2 separate regions of the Oryza sativa genome follow, and region 2 is linked to region 1. A link is a contact called in public ChIA-PET data. All regions are on one chromosome and are shown on one strand. The core of a region is the stretch at or near the end of the contact, and the rest is flanking DNA. Distances in the headings are between cores, read along the strand shown.

Evidence for each region. ChIA-PET counts read pairs in DNA pulled down with a chosen protein or histone mark.
Region 2: an RNA polymerase II ChIA-PET map of leaf shows a contact between it and region 1, with 3 times the contacts expected there. The contact joins the promoter of BZIP39 here to the promoter of LOC4338771 in region 1. A contact is called at or near these places in 2 of 15 Hi-C or Micro-C datasets (panicle and seedling) and 2 of 4 datasets of contacts at active chromatin or transcription factors (both in leaf).

Annotation. Positions count from the first base shown.
Region 1 is chr5:20,084,166-20,087,834 of ASM3414082v1, reverse strand. It overlaps LOC4338771 (cysteine proteinase inhibitor 3-like), which reads right to left and starts at 1,882. Exons shown (of 4, transcript NM_001402530.1): 1 at 1,572-1,882. The coding sequence starts at 1,796. It also overlaps the pseudogene LOC107277831.
Region 2 is chr5:20,217,693-20,221,361 of ASM3414082v1, reverse strand. It overlaps BZIP39 (bZIP transcription factor 39-like), which reads left to right and starts at 2,060. Exons shown (of 2, transcript NM_001402531.1): 1 at 2,060-3,669. The coding sequence starts at 2,231.

The DNA of each region.
Region 1 (3,669 bases), core at 633-3,132:
GGGTCGGCAGTCGCGGGGCTTCCCGTGGTGTCCACTCCCAGGCCCGGCGAGTGGCGGTCGAGTGAAGCAGCCGCCACCGCCGCTTCCGTCATCGATCGAAACCGCCGTTTTCTCATGATGCCGTCATCTCTGTTGCTTTGCTCGATCTGGCCGTCAACACGAAGCAATTACTGTTGGATCTTTGTCATCCTTCGATTTTTGCTTAGCACATGCAGATCGGAGAAATAATGGATGGTTTTTTTTTTTTTGCAACTGTATTGGATTTGGGGATTTTCTTAATTTCCTTGTATTCTCCTTCCTTCTCTTCTTGTTGCAAATCCGTTGATTTGGGGATCTCTTTCCTCGTGTTCTCCTTTCTTTTTCTTTTCTTGATTCACGAATGACTTTTTCATGGGAGGCTAGACAGTACAATTATTTTGGTTGGAGAGAAGGTGCAGTTATGCTCAGATTTGTTTCTTGCCATGAACAAGTTCATTCTCAGGCTACCTGACCGGGCAAGCACTCATGTCTCTCAGGCACACAAATTTATTAGGCATGTTGCTGAAGGCACCAACCAAACAGGCCCGAAATCCTATCAATAGATTTTCAAGGAAGAAGTTAACAGGAAGATATAAGGAAAAAATACAACCACCACCAAGGATATAAATGTCCTTTCGCCCTAGAACTAACACCGTCAAACCAGGCGTCAAAACTGAGGGCAACCGGCTTCCTCGTTTTCAAAAAGTGAGAGTAAAATTGCAAACCCTAAAAAGTGAGGGTAAAACAACAGTTGAGGTTAAAAGTGGGGGCATGGATACAATTGTCCCCTTAAAATTCAGTTTCCATGGAGGCAAGCCAAGGATCTAATAGCCTCATTGGATGATACAGCTCACTTAGGCTTGTTAATTATTGGTTATGCTCCTTTTTTGGTCTAGCCTCCCAGTTTAGTGCTTTCTAGATTTTTTTTACTACTAGCATGTTTCAGTTTTCTAGCAGGTTGGGGTTTGTCCAACCGCTTACTACGGTTTCGGCTCGATGCACCAAATGCAGAGGCTGTAAATGTTAGTATTACTCATCTTCCATATCTTAAAAAAGAAAAGGAACATTTGACCCAAAAAAAACCCAACTTATCTTAAAAAAGAAAAGTAACTCAGAACAACAGGGCACGATACTATAGTCGCAAATAAGGCACACGCATAATTGTGTGATCATCATTGATCAGTGCTAGCTGTTTACAGCTTGAAGCAAAAACATCAAATTGCCAAGGTTCTATACGATTCCAACAATTTCATTGCACAAATCGTATGTTCCTACTTAAGTCAACGGAACCAGGACTAGCTAGTGATTCTAACATTATCAGCAGTAGATTAATGTCTTAAATCTGCACCGCGCTGACCAGACCTAAGTGATAAAGTGAAGCGCTCTCGCGAGATAATGCAATCTACTCCGGTTCATGGACCTAATTTAACCTGTTTGTAAGGAGACTAGTAGACCTATATCTGCGTAAGCTGATGCGGTTCTCCGATTTATAAGAACTAAATAAAAGAAAATCCAACGGAATTGAACTCGAGGGGAAGGCGCAGAAAGCGGACCTGGTTCTTGTTGTACTCCGCGACGGCGAAGCGCGCCGCGTCCTCCGCCTCGGCCTGCTCGCGGCGGATCGCGGCGAGCATGCCCCGCACGAGGACGCTCTCGTCGCCCCCGAGGTGGAACCCGGCGGCGCGGGGGGCGGCCGCCGCCACGGCCAGTAGGAGCAAGGCGGCGGCGGCGGCGGCGGGTGCGCCGGAGCAGCAGCAGAAGCCGCGGCGGCGAAGCATCGTCGTCGTTGAGTCGTCCTAGTACTACTACTGCTCCGATCCCGAGCTTTCCTTTCCTCTCCGGTTGGTTGGTTCGCGTCGGCGTGTGGTGCTTGGCTACTTCGGGTTGGGGAAAGCGAGCCGCGGGTGGGGACAGGGTTGGCGTGGAGGGGACAAAGACGTGTCGCCTAATCTGGCCCGTCCGATCGTTGGATCGGGCGGTAGGTCAGTGAGGAGTTCGACCGGGACGCGGAGCGATTTGGCTGTGTCCGGCGCAGACACGCAGTAAAAAAAAGCGAGCAAGCCGAACAGCATGCCAAATTGCCAATATGGCACGATTCTTCGCCGTTTGTTCCGTTCCATGTAGTTGTATACTCAAGAACATCAGTGATTGTTCTCAAAGAAAAAAAGAACATCAGTGGTATAGATCATACGGAAAAGTCTGAAAAAAAATCACAATTCAGCCAAAAGAAAAAGGACAAAAACGTCTAAAAAAATCAGAATTCGGGGAAAATAATATGAGATTTAGAACCCTTTGAATCTTTGAATCGTAGGAATGTGAAAATGGATCAACATGAAAAATTAAGAAATCTAACATAAATGTAAATGTAAAATAAAGGATTACAAAACACAGAAATAGTTGTTTGATTGAATTGTGGGAAAAATATAGGAATCAGATAAGAGAAATAGACTCAAAGAAAATTTTCTAACATGTAGGAGCTCTTGCTATAGGATTTTGAAAGATTTAATCCTTTGTATCAAAAGGCTAAATAGGAAAAAAAATAATATTTGAATCCTATGAAATTTTTATACAAATCTTTTGATTCAAAAGGGCCCTCGATGGCATAGAGCATGGCGAATGAACTACCATGAATCATTGAGCTATGAATCCTTTCACATCACTACCGGTAGAACAGTGAACTTGCACTATTCGATTTAATAAAAGGTGATTTTGGAAGATGGAAGGTAGATTATTCTGATTTCAACACACAAAAATGAGATCACGATTGAGAAAACAAATAACGATCACATGCAGCTGGGTCATCTGATTTAACCCAAGGATTGTGGCAGGCCCCAAGGATATGTAGTAATATCACGTATGGTAACAAAACAGAGCATTAAAATATATCACAACAAATGTATCCAAATGATAATAAGGGTCCAGCTTCAGCTGACCTTTGACCTCACAACCAAGTTGATGCTTATACATGGAAGTTCTAATGGAAAGTTACATAAGTTCAGATAAACCGCCAAGCTAAACCATTTGGTTGCTCGACTCCGTGTTCAAAATAATGAAGCCGCAATACGTCTGTTCAAAGTGTAAAGTCAACCTGACAAGAGAAACATTTTGAAGCTAATTGGAGAATAAGGTAGGAGCTAGTTGATCTAAATATGATTAATCGTCTTACTCAACCTTCAAGACCTGCAACTTTGAGTCCCACTCACCATCATCCTCTTCCTCCTTGCCATCATCATCAAGGTCCCTCTCAGGGTCATTCTATATTAGTAACCCAAGCACATCCACCAAGTTCTTACCACTCTTCATAATATCCTTCACCTTATCAATCTCTTCATCAGAGATGTAATTCCTGTTGATATTTAGTTGCACAAAACATGACTTGTTAGCGATTGCATGGGCAAAACACCGAGCTCCCATCCTCCGCAACATATTCTTTGCTAACATCAAGCTCCTTCAGATCCTGGTGCCCATCTTCCAATGCTTTTGCAATTACCACAGCACCATCATCCTTCAGTCCATTTTCAGCCAATGTCAACTTTTTGAGTGATTGAAGTGTTGTTAGGCATTCTGCCAAAGCTTGGGCTTCTTTGGCGTTAATCTTATTTCTAGCCATTTCAAGAACCTCAATCTGAGGTGTCAATTGTTTGCGGGTAT
Region 2 (3,669 bases), core at 811-3,310, 130 kb before region 1:
GGCGAAAAAAAATCTGTACTATCCAAAAAAAGGAAAAAAATCGAAACGAATCCGACTCCATTGACGCGGAAAAAAAAGGGCCAAAAAAATAATTAAAAACTGTCCAATTCCGAGAAAAAGAAATTATATGTGACGCGGTAAAAAAAATCCTATTTTATCTAGAAAGGTCCGATATTATAAGAAAGTGGTGAAAAAAACGGTTCGAAAAAAAATACACAAGAAAAAAAAATAAAAAGGGCGGAAAAAAGTGCGGCGGAAAAAGTCTAATTTCTATGCGTCGTTTTAGTAGTCCGTTTATATATCTTCTTTATCTCTAATCTAATCTAATCTAATTTAACTATTTAAAAGAGAAGTTTCTACCGTGTATTAAAAAGGAAAAAATGCCCGAGAAAATAAAAAAGGTTTAAAAAACGTGTGAGGAAAAAATGTCAGAAAAAACGCAAAAGAAAACACGCTAGAAAAAAGTTTCGTAGTTAAAAAAAAACATGCGAGAAAAAAATATTTCCATCGTATGAAAAAAAAGCATACGAGGAAAAAACTGTTAGAAAAAACACTAGATTGATGGACACTTGGTCGGATAGGATCATCGATTTTTTTCCATCTCCTACACGACTTTTGTTTCGTCATCTATTCTCCTGTATTGAAGATCCTGCATATCTTTGTAGGTAATTATCAGACTATTTTTGTGAAGTATAGCTATTATTCTTGATAACATATTATATGGAAATAATATTAGAAAATAAACATATTTTAATTGTTATTTAGAGAAGAGTGCACAGTGACTCTATTTTGTGTAGACTTGACCATACGAGGTAGTGTAGGATTTGATTGGTTGCAAGAATGAGATTAAAAGAATATTTTAGATTATATGTATGTTGTCATATGAATAATCCAATTATTTTAGGTAAAGCAAACATCGTAAGTTTGCCATCATCGAGGTTGGGCTATTACATTTAAGATGTTCCAATTTTCTAATTTTCTGATTGTCATCGATATGGTTATGCATGAAAAACGTATATTATCATTATGTTTTTTCACCCGTCGCAATACACGGGGCTTGTTTGCTAGTCTATATAGAAGTTCAAATAAAGAGATTCGAAAAAATTGGCCACGTTCCAAATGAGGCCCTACAATGAAGCTGTACACATTGTATCATGTAGTAGATTGAGTGTCCATTAGCGCACACCAGTGGATTTTCAAATACTAGTATAATACTACCTTCTTGTCATTTTGATTGTAGCCTTTAAGTTCCGGGATAGATATAAAAGACTCAATTATTGTGGTGCTAAATACAAATATTGACGAGAAATGATGAGTAAAAATCGTATGGAGTTCTCCCTCCATTCTTTTTTTACTTGTCATTTAGAAATTAGGATGTCATAATAAACTAACGAATGCAACTTTTATAAAATTACGAGTTTAGATTTTAATCGTGTAGATTGGTTGCAAACATATCTAGCATAGGAACTATCTAGCATGGGAACTATTATATAAGAAACAAAAAAAATGTAGTTTTTCTAAAAATGTTATATCACATCGCTAAAAAAAAATTGCGTGGAAAAATCGGTTTTGCACTACAAGAGGTTTAAGTGAACATGTACATGAAAACCCCTTTCAGAGTGAAGGTGAAAATAAGCAGATTCAAGAGGGCGTATATGGAAAATTCAATAAAATACGCACAACAAACTTATCCCGAATAGTCACAGTTCCTGCACCACCCACCAGAACCTTCCCGATCAAAAACCTCGTAACACCATTCTTACCTTTCTCGTCTTTACCCACCTCACCTACACCTAACCACCGTGGGCCCGAGACCCCACCATACCAGCGCACACAGTTCCAGGCGCCTTAAGTTGTGCGTTACTCGCGTCGTCCTAGCACTTTTCAGCCACTCTCCACCAACGGCAATGCTAGATCTAGCCATTCACCCCCACCCCCCCCCCCAACACACACAGTCACCCACTCACCTCGACAAATATGGCAATGACTTGTGGGCCCAGATCTACGTGGGCCCCACGTGTCACGGGGGTAAACCCAGCCAGCGTCTGGAAAACATACAGGTAGGGGGGAAAGAGCCGGATCACCACGCCTCGAGCACGAGCTCGTCAACGACTCCGTCGTCTCGTCCACCTCCGAATTCCAAATTTTCCATACCCTTCCTCCCAGTCCTTACACCTCTCGATGCAAAAACCCTAGCGGGGGAAGCACCACCTGCGCAGCCGCAGCGGCCATGGCGGAGCCGGCCCTGCTGGACCCCACCGCCGCCTTCGACCTCCGCCTCTACCCGGCCCACCTCTTCGACCACGAACTCCCTCTCGCCGGCGGCGGCGGCGGCGACGACGACGACGACCTCCCGCTCGACGGGCTCGAGTTCGACCTGCCCGGCGATTTCTCCGTGGAGGACTTCCTCCTCCGGTCTCCGGAGCGGGACGACTCCGGCGAGGGCTCTGCTGCCGGATCCGGGCCCACCGCCTCCCCGTCGTCGTCCCCGACCACCTCGGCGTCCAACTCCGCCGTCGCCAACGGCAGCGGCGGCGAGGTCAAGCACGAGGAGTCGGATGAGGGGAGGAGCGGTGGGGGTGACCCCAAGTGGAGCCTGAAGCGGAAGCAGGCGAGCCCCGGCCCGAGCTCGGACGCGGCCAAGTGCCGCCGATCCGGGGACGGCGACGTTTCTCCGTCGGCGTCGGCGTCGCGGACCGCTGTGGATTCCGACGAGGGGGGGACGGTGTGCGAGGAGGAGGAGGACGAGCGGCGGGCGGCGCGGCTGATGCGGAACCGCGAGAGCGCGCAGCTGTCTCGGCAGAGGAAGAAGCGGTACGTGGAGGAGCTGGAGGAGAAGGTGAAATCGATGCACTCGGTGATTAATGACCTCAATTCTAGGATCTCCTTTGTCGTGGCCGAGAACGCAACACTGCGGCAGCAGCTTAGTGGCGGCAGTGTGAATTGCCCACCACCTGGGGTGTATCCGCCGGCGCCAATTCCCGGCATGCATTTCCCATGGATGCCTGGGTATGCAATGAGACCCCCTGGTTCCCATGTACCTCTTGTGCCAATCCCCCGGTTGAAGCCGCAACAGCCAGTGCCTTCATCCAAAGTAGTGAAGAAACCAGAGAGCAAGAAGACTGTGGAGAACAAGAGTAAGAGCAAGACCAAGACCAAGAAGGTGGCTAGTGTTAGCCTTCTTGGTTTGCTGCTTATTATGCTTGTCTTTGGTGCTTTCATTCCAGGGTTTAATCATAACTTTGGAATGTGTGGGCAGAGTGATAATGCTATGTTTAGGAATTTTGGTCAGTCTCATGCTAGGGTGTTGAGTGTCAGTAGCCAGGATAAAAGTAGTTTGAACAATAGCGACATGATTGGTGTTGATGTTGGAAAGATGACGGGGAATACTGATGGGCCAGGGAAGAAACATCAGCCTGCACACAACTCAAGTGAGATCCTCCCTGCTTTGTTGTATGTGCCGAGGAATGGAAAGCATGTTAAGATCAACGGCAACCTGATTATTCATTCTGTGCTTGCAAGCGAGAAAGCAGTGGCACATAAGGCCTCAAAAGATGATAGTGATCAGTCAGCTAGAGATCACAAAGAGACTAGTGTTGCCATAGCTCGTTATCTTTCGCTGCCTGGAAAGGATGTGAATCGACAGGAGACATCCTCGGCAGATGGACC